4 separate regions of the Mus musculus genome follow, and regions 1, 3 and 4 are each linked to region 2. A link is a contact called in public Hi-C data. All regions are on one chromosome and are shown on one strand. The core of a region is the stretch at or near the end of the contact, and the rest is flanking DNA. Distances in the headings are between cores, read along the strand shown. Region 1 overlaps Vti1a (vesicle transport through interaction with t-SNAREs 1A). Region 2 overlaps Tcf7l2 (transcription factor 7 like 2, T cell specific, HMG box). Region 3 has its middle 21 kb from the start of Gm31965. Region 4 has its middle 25 kb from the start of Gm32028.

Region 1 (2,948 bases), core at 428-2,927, 430 kb after region 2:
ATCAAGGTGAATGAAGACCTAAGAAAATCTATCATGACAGGAAAGAGAATTAGAAACGACTCCACAAAGGAGGTGAATAATGGTCTAGGGATTGTGAAAATGGAGACATATCAATATGAGATTAATAGATTAAGTTGAGCCAAAGGTTCCAAAGCATACTAATTATCTAAACGAATGCAGAGCAGTGCCAAAGCTACAGGAAAACTACCAGCAACCTTGAAAGACCAAGCACTCCACTGTCGGCACTGTTAGGCATGGAGCTCGCTGCCCTTACAGAGCATGGAGATTGGCCCTGCATCTGAGCTGAAGACACAGAGGGACAGTGAAGTGCCCAGCAGCACTCAGCTGATTCACAGCCAGAACGCCAGTGTCCGTCCACAGTGTCACACTGCCTCTCGTGGCTCACGGCTTGTATGAAATAAACACAGGCTGGTTAAGGGTTATCTTTCAACTCTATAGCCTGGCTCTAAGAGAGTCATAGATAGATGCTACAGAGAGGGAGGACTTCATACTTTAAAGCCCACTAAGAAACATCCGGAATATCCACGGTCCTTCTTCTGCTGGTCACAACTGCAGGCAAAGGTTGCCTGCTGGCAGAGACTTGGGTATTGGTAAACACTGCACACGGCACAGCACAGCACCGCCCTCCAGAAAGAACGGTCGACTCAAAGTCTCAACAGGCCTGAGGTTGAGGAGCTAAACTCAAGAGAATGTCTATTACTACAGGTGAGAGAGAGAGAGAGAGAGAGAGAGAGAGAGATCAATCGATCATGCCTCTTTCTGCCCTGAAAGAGAACCATCCTAGACCTACCAAAGCATTAGGCACCCAGGCAGGAATGCATTCAATATCCAGTTTACAGGACAGAGTACAAGCCAACAGCTGAGCTAGCCTTCCCCACCAGGTAGGTCTGACTGTCCATCTGCACGTGACAGTGGTGCTGAGGGAGACTGAGTCTTTATACCTTTTTTTTTTTTTTTGAGAACTGATAAAATTCTTTAGGCAAATTTGTACCTAATGACAACACCCATCCATACTTGGAGAAAATTCTTAAAGCTGCATGGATCCCATGAGGCCCAGGAAACATGAGCTAGAGCAAGAGCAGGCAGGCTGCCAAACATACACCGACACACCGGCACCCCAGGCTGGGGTTATGGCATGCTCACTCTATGAACGCTATCCTCTTCTCTAAGGCCCCTGCACAGAGTCCTACTGTGTTCCTCAATTCTCCCACCTATGATTGGCACCTCTTGCCACTTGCCTGTAACAGTTGCCGGGCCCCATTCATGACAGAACTGGAAAAGACAAAATGTCTTGATTTGCTGGCTGGGTAAGGAGGATGCAGAAGGACGCTACACTTTAGTTCAGAATTTGAGATGTTACCTATGGAAAGAGGTTTTGCAGAGACAGTGTGAAAAGCAAATCCAGTTTCCAAAGACCCCATCCAGAGCACCAGGCAGCCAGCTTCTAGCAGCCTTGTGCTCAGGAAGATGCTCTGAGATGCAGGGCACACTTCTGACTATGCTATATTTATAAACTGCTCAGGGAGAAAAGTCAACTTTTAATGCAAAGAGAATATCCTTGGATGGATTTGGTCTTGGAAATTTCTCTATGAAAATGCCACACCACGGTGTATTTTAACATCAGTGTGAGCCACACTGCCATCTATGGCCACTTCCCACTTCACTTCAGTCAGAAAGCCCGGCTTTGCTTTCTGACAGTTTCTGAACACTGCCAGAAGACAGGAAACCCTTTCAGGTAGGAAATATACTAGCAATGATCCCCACACCCCCAAGTGTGTCTTTCTGACTTTCTACATACTTCTGTAGGATCTACCTCAGGGTATAACAAACAACTCAAAAGCGGTCAGTTTAAAGATAAAGAATTCTTGGAAATGATAAGACTTTCTAGAAAATATCTCTATGACAACAAAGTAAGGAAAACACTTAAATGAATATAGTATGTTTCCAAATTAGGAAAATTATTAATGTGTTATCAAACTAAAAACAGCATTTGTTTAAGACACATGATACTATTTCTTTCCAACCTGAGTATTGTGGACTAAATTCTACTCAGAAATAGTTTAAAATTTTTCAGTTTAAAATTTTAACTACTCTGTCAATGATTTCTCAACTTTCGTGGTAAGACACATTTGGGGACCCTTTCACAGGGGTCTCCTAAGACCAATGGAAAACACAGATATTTACATGACGATTCAATACAGTAATTACAGATATGAAATATCATCGAAAACCACTGCATGGAGAACTGTATTGAAGGGCTACAGTGTTGAAAAGATTGAGAATCTGATGATTTAAATTGCTATCCTAAGCTCTGGGTAGTGTAAAGTTAAAGATGTTCTGACCTGGCTACACAGAGGACTTTCAGTTGTTCCCTAAAGAAGAAGCAAGCAAGCATCCAGCAATTCTGCTGCTGGCTTGTAGGTAACGTTCCCCACGCCGGTGCACAGCATCATCATTTGGAACCAAGTGGATTTTCCCTTTCTTTCTATTCCAAATTCACTCGGCTTTCTGCCAAGAGAAAACAGACACAGGAGGCAAAGAGCAATTCTGTTAAGATCAATGAAGATGTTGGCCATAACGGAATCCCATTTATCCATCACATCCGTACTTCTGTTTCTCTGATTAGAGATTACTAGCAATTTCTTTACAATTCTTTTACAAAATTAAGTTACAATCCATCTTTCAAGACTTCACAGAGTAGAAAAAAAGTGTGTGCACTGTATGTGTTCTCATGCATGCACCTGTGTATAGTATACATTATTTGTCCTGAATCCAGAAATAGCACAAGCATATGTACATATACAGAGAGTCCTGTGTTTCCTTTAAGAAAATGTAAGCCTGGCCCGATGCATTTGAAATAGCAGCTTTTAAAATGCAGTGTTCACATGAAGACACTATAGTGCACTGACTCTGGGTTCCAGGTCAAA
Region 2 (3,064 bases), core at 449-2,948:
AGTGCTGAAAAAACTGAGGCTAGAGTCTTTGAAAAGGAACTATTAAAAGAGCCCGGTGGAGAGTGGTCTAGGCTCTTTGGAGCATAGATGAATGGTGAGTCTTGAATTGAGATGAGACAGGGCTCAAAACTAAACACGGGATTCAGAAGAGTAGATTCTTCTTCTGTTTGGTATTTGGTTCCAATCAACTGTAGATTATCACTAACAAGCAAGGCACAGCTGACACATAACAGGCCTAAACAAATATTCCTCTTTTTTTAATTTTTAATTTATTTTCTATTGGTGCATGCACTACATGCATGGCTGGTAGCAGCAGCCAGCAGAGGGTAGCGGATTCCCTGGGTCTAAAGTTTCACAGTTGTGAGCTGCCACATGGGTGCTGGGAATCCAGTCAGCCAGTGCTCTTAACCACTGAGCTGATAAATAGTTCTTGCTAGTGGGGGGCTTCACACGTGGCACATACACACACTCACACACATATACACATATATTCACACACACATACACTCACATTCACACACACATACACTCAGAGAGAGAGAGTCACATACATATACTCACAGAGAGACACAGAGAGAGAGAGAGAGAGAGAGAGAGAGAGAGAAAGAGAGAGAATATAATTTCAGAAAGGATTCAAGTTCCTTAAAGCTGTCTGTAAGTAGCTTTATTTTATAAGAAAGATAAAAGGAAAAATTATAGTATTATTTCATTTGGGCAATAACCACTTGAGAGAGATCATTTTATTGAACCAGTTTTATAGACGAGGAAACAGAAATTGGGGTGCCAGCTCGAGCTGAGGTACGGTCCCACACTGTATAGCCAGGGCTGACAGACAGGTCTGCCTGGCTCAGGTCCAGCTCACAGTCACCTGCCTCCTTAAGCTCCACATCTCTCTGGGTATATCGTGTGCATCTAGAACAGTTCTCTGCCTTTTTTTTTTTTAACTGCACTGCAAAAACAATGATCAATCTGTAGTTCCCAGCTCACAAAGTCAAGATCAACCTCTACAGAATACGCTTCTACCTTAAGCCTTGCAAAGTACAAGAGTAATTCATCTCTCAAGATGTTTTGGAGAAAGAATTCAACGTGTGTCTTTACCCACCAATCTCTCCAAGCCCAGGAGCAAAGCCACAGACATGAAACAGGCTGGACTTGTTCACCTCCGGGTATTAAATCACATCCAACTAGAAATCTACAAACCAGGAACTTTGCGTTGCCCAAGAAAAGGAAGCAGCGGGAGGCAGAGCGACCATCTCAGCAAAGTTCTCAAAATGACACTTCCTCAAAACCTTCCAGGGGAGTATAGAGGCCAGAAGGAAGGGGGGGGGGGTACATCATCTTAAGACACAGCCTGAGCAGTTTTTTTCAACCGAGTGCTACAACAGCAGTGACTTATAAGTGTGCAGGCCGATTATAGCTTTACTTTCAAAAGAGCTTTGATTGATCTTTTTTGATAGACCTGAAATAAATTAAACTAGATTGACTCACTTGAGAATGGACTCTAATCCCTTAGTCAGATCCCGGAGAACTCAAACCAAACCAGCTGTTAATTTAGGCTTTATAAGATAAAGCATGAGAAATCCAAGTTGATGTACCCCAGAGCAAAGCTGACATCATTTCTGTGAGCGATTGGTCCTCTGCTTTCAGGAACTAATCAGTTCTTGGGTGAGTGGGTGCCAAGCCAGCGCTCTCAAATGAAAGCAGCTCAGAGAAAGAAGGGAGGAAAGGAGAGAGGAAGGCAGAGCCTACTCCCAGGAGCAATTGCAGATCTGGCCAACGCATTTCCATTTTGCTTGCTTTGAGTCATCCACCTCCTTATCCACAAACAGCTGAGGGCTCGACCAGAGCCCATATACCCACAAAACAGATGAGAAGGAGCAGCCACACTCTCACTGTTTCTAAAAATGGGTGGGGAGGCAGAATTACCCAGAAAACTATCCCCCACTGCTGCCTTAGTCCTTCATCTTTGAAGATCACACTGTCGCCTTTATCTGGGCTTCAGGGTGCCTTTGATTTGAATATAGGAATTTCAAGGCTTTCAAGTGGCAATGCAGAAGCTGCCATGGCACTAATAGAGTTAACAAGACAGACAGACAGATGGCACACACACTCACACACACACACACACACACACACACACACACACACACACACACACACACAAGCATGCACACGCAAATGCACACGCACACACACCTTGCATGCTGAACTCCAGACAGATCACTAACAGACAACCTTCCCAACTTATGCCAGCGTTTTTTCTGAAGTGATTAATGCCCTCAACATAGGCCTACATCAGGAGGCATTCGCTCCCGAGGGTCACCCCCACCTCCAAACCCCCACTCCTAGCCTCAGCCCACAGAGCTCCAACACTGCACACAGCAAAGCCGACAGTGTCTTGCTTCTAAACAGTGCTTCATAGAACACTCTGTTTACTGACTATAAGGGGATCAAGAATTGAAATCCAATTTAAGGAATTATGGTGCCTTCAGACTGTTTTCCCTCAACGATGAAACAAGACAGGCATGTTGTTCCTGGAATTTAGCCAGAAGAAACTGATCCTCGTAGTAATACAAGAGAAAGAAGAAAGAGATCGATGTATGTGTTTACACATACATACTGGCTCCAACGGGAGTTAAATTCGTAGTAATAAGTGAATTTGCTTCATTCAATAGAATGAGTCTGAAGTTTAATTCAAAGCCCTGTTTTGAAATCTGTTTATTTGGGCAGAATTCACCCCTGATGGCTCTGAGAAGCAGAAGAAAGGTACCCATAAAAGATGGAGTGAGAAGACATAGGAAAGTCCACTATATAGTCTATCTACTTTGCGAAAGGAAGAATGAGCCAAGGAACCCAAGCTGCTCTGTGACCCGGAGTACAGTGCTGCTCCCTGCAGACAACAGTAACCACTGTTGCTTGGTGCTGGCCCCTACATCCAGGATGCTTGAATGCTGTCTCATTTAACCCTAAATGAAACTGCACTATGGCTAAACTCATCCACAGAGCAGTGAAGTATCTAACTGGCTGTGAGCTGCAGTCAGTAGAGGGCTCTGGTCACATCCCT
Region 3 (3,061 bases), core at 191-2,690, 360 kb before region 2:
CTGGGAACTGGAAGATGAGGAGACAGGCTGATGAGGTGAGAGGGCTGGGGAGGAGGCTCCGTGGATTTGGGCTGAGCACACAGGCAGGCTCTGAAGAATACAATACTTAGTTCCCAAGGATAGGAGAGGAGGCCCAGCCTTCAGGAGCCTCAGAGCCTCGAGGGCAGGCATAGGATGGGGCCAAGTCACGTGATGTCTTAAAGAGTGTGGGATTTTAAACTTTTCCCTGAGAACAGTTCAAAGTTCTGGAGAGATTTCTCCTAATGGGCTTATTCCACTTTGCCCCACTGGGTCCAAACTCAATTCCTGGCAATTAATGGGCACCTTGTGATCAGCTTCATAGCAGAACCAAGCCACCCCAGAGAAGATCCTCTAAGCAAGGTGACATATGTCGCCTCTTCCCCGCTCTCTTTGTCTTTTGCTATCTAGTATAGAACATAAAATCTACCCAGGGAACTGTGGCAAGGAAGGCAAACTAAGTTAACTCTTCCGGCCTCACAGTCTTGCCCTGAGCTTCAAAATGGACATTGGATACCGCCACCCTGACCAGTGAGACAAGCAAATTAAAACTGGTGGGTCAGGAGTGGCTGGGGGTTTGCCAAGGACCCCCTGGCAGGTCCCAGGTACTCTGAGCATCATGCTTTGGCCGGTAGTCAAGGAAGGATCCCCCCAATCTCCTGTCTAAAATATGTATTTATAGGTTTAATTATGTGAATTCACTTGCCCTTTGCTCAAAGAAAGTAGATACAGGGGCATTTTAATGCTCCACAGAAATGAAACTGTGTTGAAGCCAGCCTGACCTCAGACCGAATGTCAGAGCCGTTGGATTTTTTCAGCAGAAACATAATACTTTTTATAGAATGGGAAGTCAATTGAGAAATCATAAAAAAAAAAAAAAAAAAAAGTAGAGTTGGGAAGGGCTTTGTGCTCACCAGGGTTAGGTCCCTAGAGCCACTGTAGCCTTGTTCCCTGTGGGGAAGGGTCTAATGTTTTGTCCACTTAAGTTTTAAATATCTCAACCAATGGCTCATTCCTGGGAATACCTCTCCCGGGGCGCTAGATCTGGCCCTGCCTGTCAAGGCCCCTTCCTTGCTCCTCCATCTCACTCAGCTCAATGATATAGACAGGCATCTGCAGCGTTTGAAGCAAAAAAAGCCTTGCCTTTCTTTCCCTTTCATCTCCATTTCTCCTACCTGTGGAAACTTCCAGATCTGGAACGGGGCGGGAAGGAAGAGGCAGAGAAAGGAGGCAAGCTGAATATTTGTTCTGAAAGCGGCCATTACAAGAAGCCAAACCCCAGGCCTGGAGCCGACATTTCAGCTTTGGGAACAGGCAGGATCCATGGAACCTGCCTCACTGAAAGCTCAAGGAACCAGCTCAGAGCGGAGCTGCCTCTCGCCGCAGTAGCTGGGACAGAAGGTGGCAGCACAGCACCAGGCTGTAAGGTCTGCAGTCGTTGGAAGCTGGGGACCATCCTAACCCTTCCGGGCGTCCAGATCCCTCCTCTAGCGTCAAGAGTGTCCTGCTTAGGCTAGGAGTGACCCAAAAATCAGCTTTTAAAAGGCAAACCTCAAACATCCAGAAGTGTTCGAACGTGGTCGATTTTCTATGTAAAAACATCATGTTGCTAGAGTTTAAAAGATTCCAAATGGGGTCATAGGGAGGATCCCAAAGGACTTAAACATATAAAGTTACCCTCTTATCCCATGTAGGTAATTTTTAAATAAATTCAGAATACGTGCATCTTTCTTCCTTTGCGCTCTACAGCACTTCTCCAGCCATCTCTGAATTTCCCTTTGGTGTTCCTGTTTTCATTTGCTGATTTAAAAAAAAAAAAAAAAAAAAAAAAAACTTGTTTGGTAGTGTTTGCATGTAGTCCTTCCAAAGCAGGGATCCACACAGTAAGCACTTCTGACTCAAGAGCTGGACCCCTGCTGGGGAGCCAATTAAATGCACTGCCCACCAGGGAGAGTGTGATATTTTTTATTACTTTCTAATTTCGGGCCCTGAAATGGCTTCAGTGATCAGAACGTTTTTTTCTGCCTTAGAAACCTAAAGGAGCCAGCGAAACGATGCCTTTGATTTGTATTTTATTTATATCGGTCCATACTGGCCAAGTGCACACTAAGGATTTCCCTGGGGCCTCAGAGGGTTGCAGGAGTGGAAAAGCAAGACAAAGAAAAAAAAAAAAAAAAAAAAAAAAAAGCACAAAACTTTCTCACCCAGTCGCCTCTGCAGAGCAGGGAACTGTCAGGAACACTGGGAAAGGCTTTTTTGAGAAGTCGGTGAACTGAGAAAAAATGGATAGAAGAATTGGAACAAAACCATTTCAGTGGATTTAAATCTATTTAAACGACAATAGTAAATCAAAGCCATGCCTCTTTCTCATTACCAGTGGCCCCAGTGGTAGGGCCTCATAAATGCTGGCTAAGAAAGACTTGTGTTCCTTTCTAAATACATTCACAGGAAGCCCCACCCAACCCAAGGTGCAAGGATGCTTGCTTCTAAACTCCTGTTTGTTTTGCGTTTCCTTCTCTTCTAAAAAGCATCAGCTTCCAGCAGAAAAGCTTCGAAGGGGCAAGGAGGAGATCCAAACAGACGCTAATGAGGAAAAGAGAAAGTGAAGTCAAACTCTCCCTGAATGCCTGGATGTTTATTTATTTATCTTTGCAACAAGCAAGGATGCTTTAAAATCTAGAAGCACTCCTGGATAAAGCAAACCAGACCAAGTAGCTCACAAAACACCAGAAGCTCAAATTCTGAGCTGTTCCAAATCCTATTCACCTGCCAATGGGGTCTTGGCTGAAAGTCCTCGTCTTTTGTTTTTTCTTTTGTTTTTGTTTTTCCCTTTTTTCTTTTCCTTTTCTCCCGACTCACTGTTTAGCCAGAAGGTAATTCTGAATGCTTATGGGGGAGGGGGGACATTCCTACTAGCTAGTGCTCCCCTTAAAAACAGGAGCTGTTTCAATTCCCATTAAGCTGCTCTCTATGATGTAAAGTCTTTTAATGAACAGTCAGCTCGCGTTGAGACTATACGTGTCGAACCCTGCTCGCTAACAAT
Region 4 (2,794 bases), core at 208-2,707, 430 kb before region 2:
CTTCTGCTGTGAATACTGACTCTTAGCAAATCCCGCCCTCCTGAAGCACATAGCCAAATGAAGTCCAGAGACAGGAAGTGACTGTTTCAAACTCGTACCAGAATTACTTATCTGAACCAAGTCCATTGTACCAGCCAAGACAGACTAAGTCGTGCTAACGAAACAACAGCTTCCCAGTGCGGGAACACACCCTAAGAAACATAACGCTTTTTCTCGGTTTTTATTTGTGGACATACTCCAAGTCCATCCCATATTGGTAGCGGGAATCATGGAGCCAAGTAGACTGATGGAGCTACCATCATATCAAATAGTCCGAATTTCAAACAGCCGAGGAAAGAATTTCGGATGTCTAGCTTCAGATGTGAAAGGCACATGGGTCATTTCTGCGCAAAGTCATTGGTCAATCTAACCACAACCGGAGTGGGAGGAGCTGTGTCTGGAGGAGGGTGTTCATTCTCTTTACTCCTGTCCTCTAGTACTAGCTGCTTCATTCTATCTTCCGGAAGGATGTTCCGTAACCCACAGCCGGCTTTCCTGGAAGATGTAGTGTTCTTCCTGGGGATATGGGGATGGGAGAAACAGACAGCCTATATAAACTCCAGAGCTAACCACAGGAAGCCCCGGACCAGCTACATGTGCGCTGTGGACCCCGCTCTGACACTCGGGACCGGGCACCCTTTTGAGTTTCTCCCTTTTTGAGCTATGGGCCCAGCAGGCCTGGGGCAATGTTTCAGGAGAGGTCTCTAATTTTTGTATCTAGCATCTGCTTCATGCCTAAAGAAGTAGAGTTCTTGGACCCTGCTGTTGACCCCCGGGGGAAACTAAGTAAGCAGTTTGATACCCCATTTTTCTTAGTCCCAGGCTCTCTTTTGTGTTACATAACTGTGGTTGTCAGGTTCAATCTGATTATTTCGCTGGGTAGACTAGCAAGCGTTTGGATGAATTGTCCCTTGCCCCTAAGCTCAAATGCTCATATTTTCAGTTCAGTGCGCAGAAGGCCCTCACAGGGTCCAATCTGGGTTTCTTTTTCCTTTTCTTTTTCTCCCTCCTTCCTATTCTTTCCCTCCAGTAATATTCACAGCATTTCCCATTCTCTTTTGGAAGCAGTCTCAGTCTGTAGCCCAGGCTGGCCTCGGACTGGCGCCAGTCCTCTTGCTTCAGCAGCATTCATGCTGGGATTACAGATGACACAATCACGTCCGGCTTTCCAGTTTTCTGTTTCTGTCATAATTTATCATCCTGTTTCCCAACCCCTTCCTTTAGAGACCTGGTCCCTGTGGATCTATAACTTCTAGGAGAGCTGGGGAGTGGGGGTGGGGGTTGAGACTGTGTGTACCAAGTTCAATTTCCACACCTTGATGGTTTTACCCAAGGCAGCCTCCATGGGCGGGCAGAGCAGGAGTGGGTGGGCAGACCTGCTCATTCATGGCTCTGTGATTGCGAGTGTGCAACCCTGCAGCCCTGAGTCACACTGACAGATCGCCTGTCTGGACTTTGTTTATTTAGAATGCTGCAGACACCCAGAGGCTGAGGATGAACAAGCATCCGAATGTTATGTTGTCACAATGCAGTCTCCTTGGGCATATCAAGTGCCAGCTCCATCTAGAAACCCAAGGGACCACAATCTGGACTCCCTAACCAACAGGTACAATCATTTCAGATCAATATTTTAGTGTGGTATTATCCAGTTTGTGATCAAAGCTTTCAGAGGCTGAGAGGAATTCTCATGTCCAATCTGGAATTCTTAGAGCCTCAAGTCCTCATCAGGACAGGCTGATCTGTAGGCATGTTTGGGTTCTGTTGCTTTTTTCCTGAGCTGGGTCCAAGATGTTGCCCTAGATGTGAGAGCCTCTCCTTGGCAGACTTTGACAGAGCATGCTGTCAGAAGAGTCCTAAGAATTAAAAGAGGGTTTTCTTGTGTTCTTTTCAGGAAATAAATGTAAAAGATTCAAAACTGTGTTCACACAAATTTTCCTCTGCTGATGTCCAGCTGGGGAAAGATGGGAGAGGAACAGAGAGAGAGAGAGAGAGAGAGAGAGAGAGAGAGAGAGAGAGAGAGAGAGAGAGAGAGAGAGACCTGGGCTTGATTTGCTAAAGGATGGAGCTGGGGACCACCTTGCTCTGGCCTGGAGGTGCCACAAGATGGCAGCATTTCTGAATCTTCTCAGTGCTCAGGGGGCCAGCCTGCAGGGCACAGGGCTGCCTTGGCCTGACCTGTCTTCCCTGCATTAAGAAGTATTAAGAGGTCCAACCAGAACATCTGCTTGAAGGGCTGGATATCCACAGTCCAGCTCTCTCAACAACATCAACTCAGTGGCCATGTGGACCCTACATTGGATTGACTTAGTTTTTTAAAGAAACTGCCTTTTGGCCAGCTGTTGTACAAAGCTAAGGAACTCTGGGGTGCATTAGGAAGCACAGCCTTTGAGCCTCAGTCTGGGCACTGAGGGCTCCATCAACTGTCTGGCATCAAGGCCAGAAGCCCTGCTCTTCCAACCTCCAACACCAGGATCTAACAGCCTAACAGGCAGTTTTGTCAAGGCAACCCTTCTTGGTGTGTATCCTGGACAGCTTACTCACTTACTCGCTTGTAAATCAACATTCATTTGGCAACTTTTGAGCCAGAGTCTCCAGGGAAACAGAGTAAAGCTCTTCCATCATGGAATCTGCATCTCGGATGTGCCGCTGGAGGCCAAGTTCATGAAACTTTGTTGCGAAGGGTCTTGTAGGGTGATGACTGGGACTCTAGAAGCCTCCATCACCTTCTAGCTGAGCCTCTGCGTCTGTTTTCTGA

The links. A called contact is a pair of places that touch in the nucleus more often than the background predicts.
Region 1: a Hi-C map of the N1E-115 cell line shows a contact between it and region 2, with 6 times the contacts expected there. The contact joins two enhancer-like sites. A contact is called at or near these places in 3 of 484 Hi-C or Micro-C datasets (the G1E-ER4 cell line, the N1E-115 cell line and embryonic fibroblasts).
Region 3: a contact with region 2 is called in a Hi-C map of the N1E-115 cell line, with 6 times the contacts expected there. The contact joins two enhancer-like sites. A contact is called at or near these places in 1 of 15 datasets of contacts at CTCF or cohesin (the NIH/3T3 cell line), 2 of 484 Hi-C or Micro-C datasets (the N1E-115 cell line and embryonic fibroblasts) and 1 of 115 datasets of contacts at active chromatin or transcription factors (embryonic basal ganglia).
Region 4: a contact with region 2 is called in a Hi-C map of the N1E-115 cell line, with 4 times the contacts expected there. The contact joins two enhancer-like sites. A contact is called at or near these places in 3 of 484 Hi-C or Micro-C datasets (the AML12 cell line, the N1E-115 cell line and bone marrow-derived macrophages).

What each region holds. Positions count from the first base shown.
Region 1 is chr19:55,340,295-55,343,242 of GRCm38.p6, reverse strand. The region is part of intron 3 of Vti1a (vesicle transport through interaction with t-SNAREs 1A); the gene reads right to left. Among named protein-coding and RNA genes, the nearest start is that of Vti1a, 26 kb to the right of the region's middle. Within about 2 kb of position 1,677, at least 16 of the 459 cell types and tissues checked have an H3K27ac peak or open chromatin away from gene starts, as enhancers often do. A contact at or near this core is called in the N1E-115 cell line, where this site is marked.
Region 2 is chr19:55,773,200-55,776,263 of GRCm38.p6, reverse strand. The region is part of intron 4 of Tcf7l2 (transcription factor 7 like 2, T cell specific, HMG box); the gene reads right to left. Among named protein-coding and RNA genes, the nearest start is that of Gm31734, 32 kb to the right of the region's middle. Within about 2 kb of position 1,698, at least 49 of the 459 cell types and tissues checked have an H3K27ac peak or open chromatin away from gene starts, as enhancers often do. A contact at or near this core is called in the N1E-115 cell line, where this site is marked.
Region 3 is chr19:56,132,685-56,135,745 of GRCm38.p6, reverse strand. No RefSeq gene overlaps it. Among named protein-coding and RNA genes, the nearest start is that of Gm31965, 21 kb to the left of the region's middle. Within about 2 kb of position 1,440, at least 44 of the 459 cell types and tissues checked have an H3K27ac peak or open chromatin away from gene starts, as enhancers often do. A contact at or near this core is called in the N1E-115 cell line, where this site is marked.
Region 4 is chr19:56,201,319-56,204,112 of GRCm38.p6, reverse strand. No RefSeq gene overlaps it. Among named protein-coding and RNA genes, the nearest start is that of Gm32028, 25 kb to the right of the region's middle. Within about 2 kb of position 1,457, at least 28 of the 459 cell types and tissues checked have an H3K27ac peak or open chromatin away from gene starts, as enhancers often do. A contact at or near this core is called in the N1E-115 cell line, where this site is marked.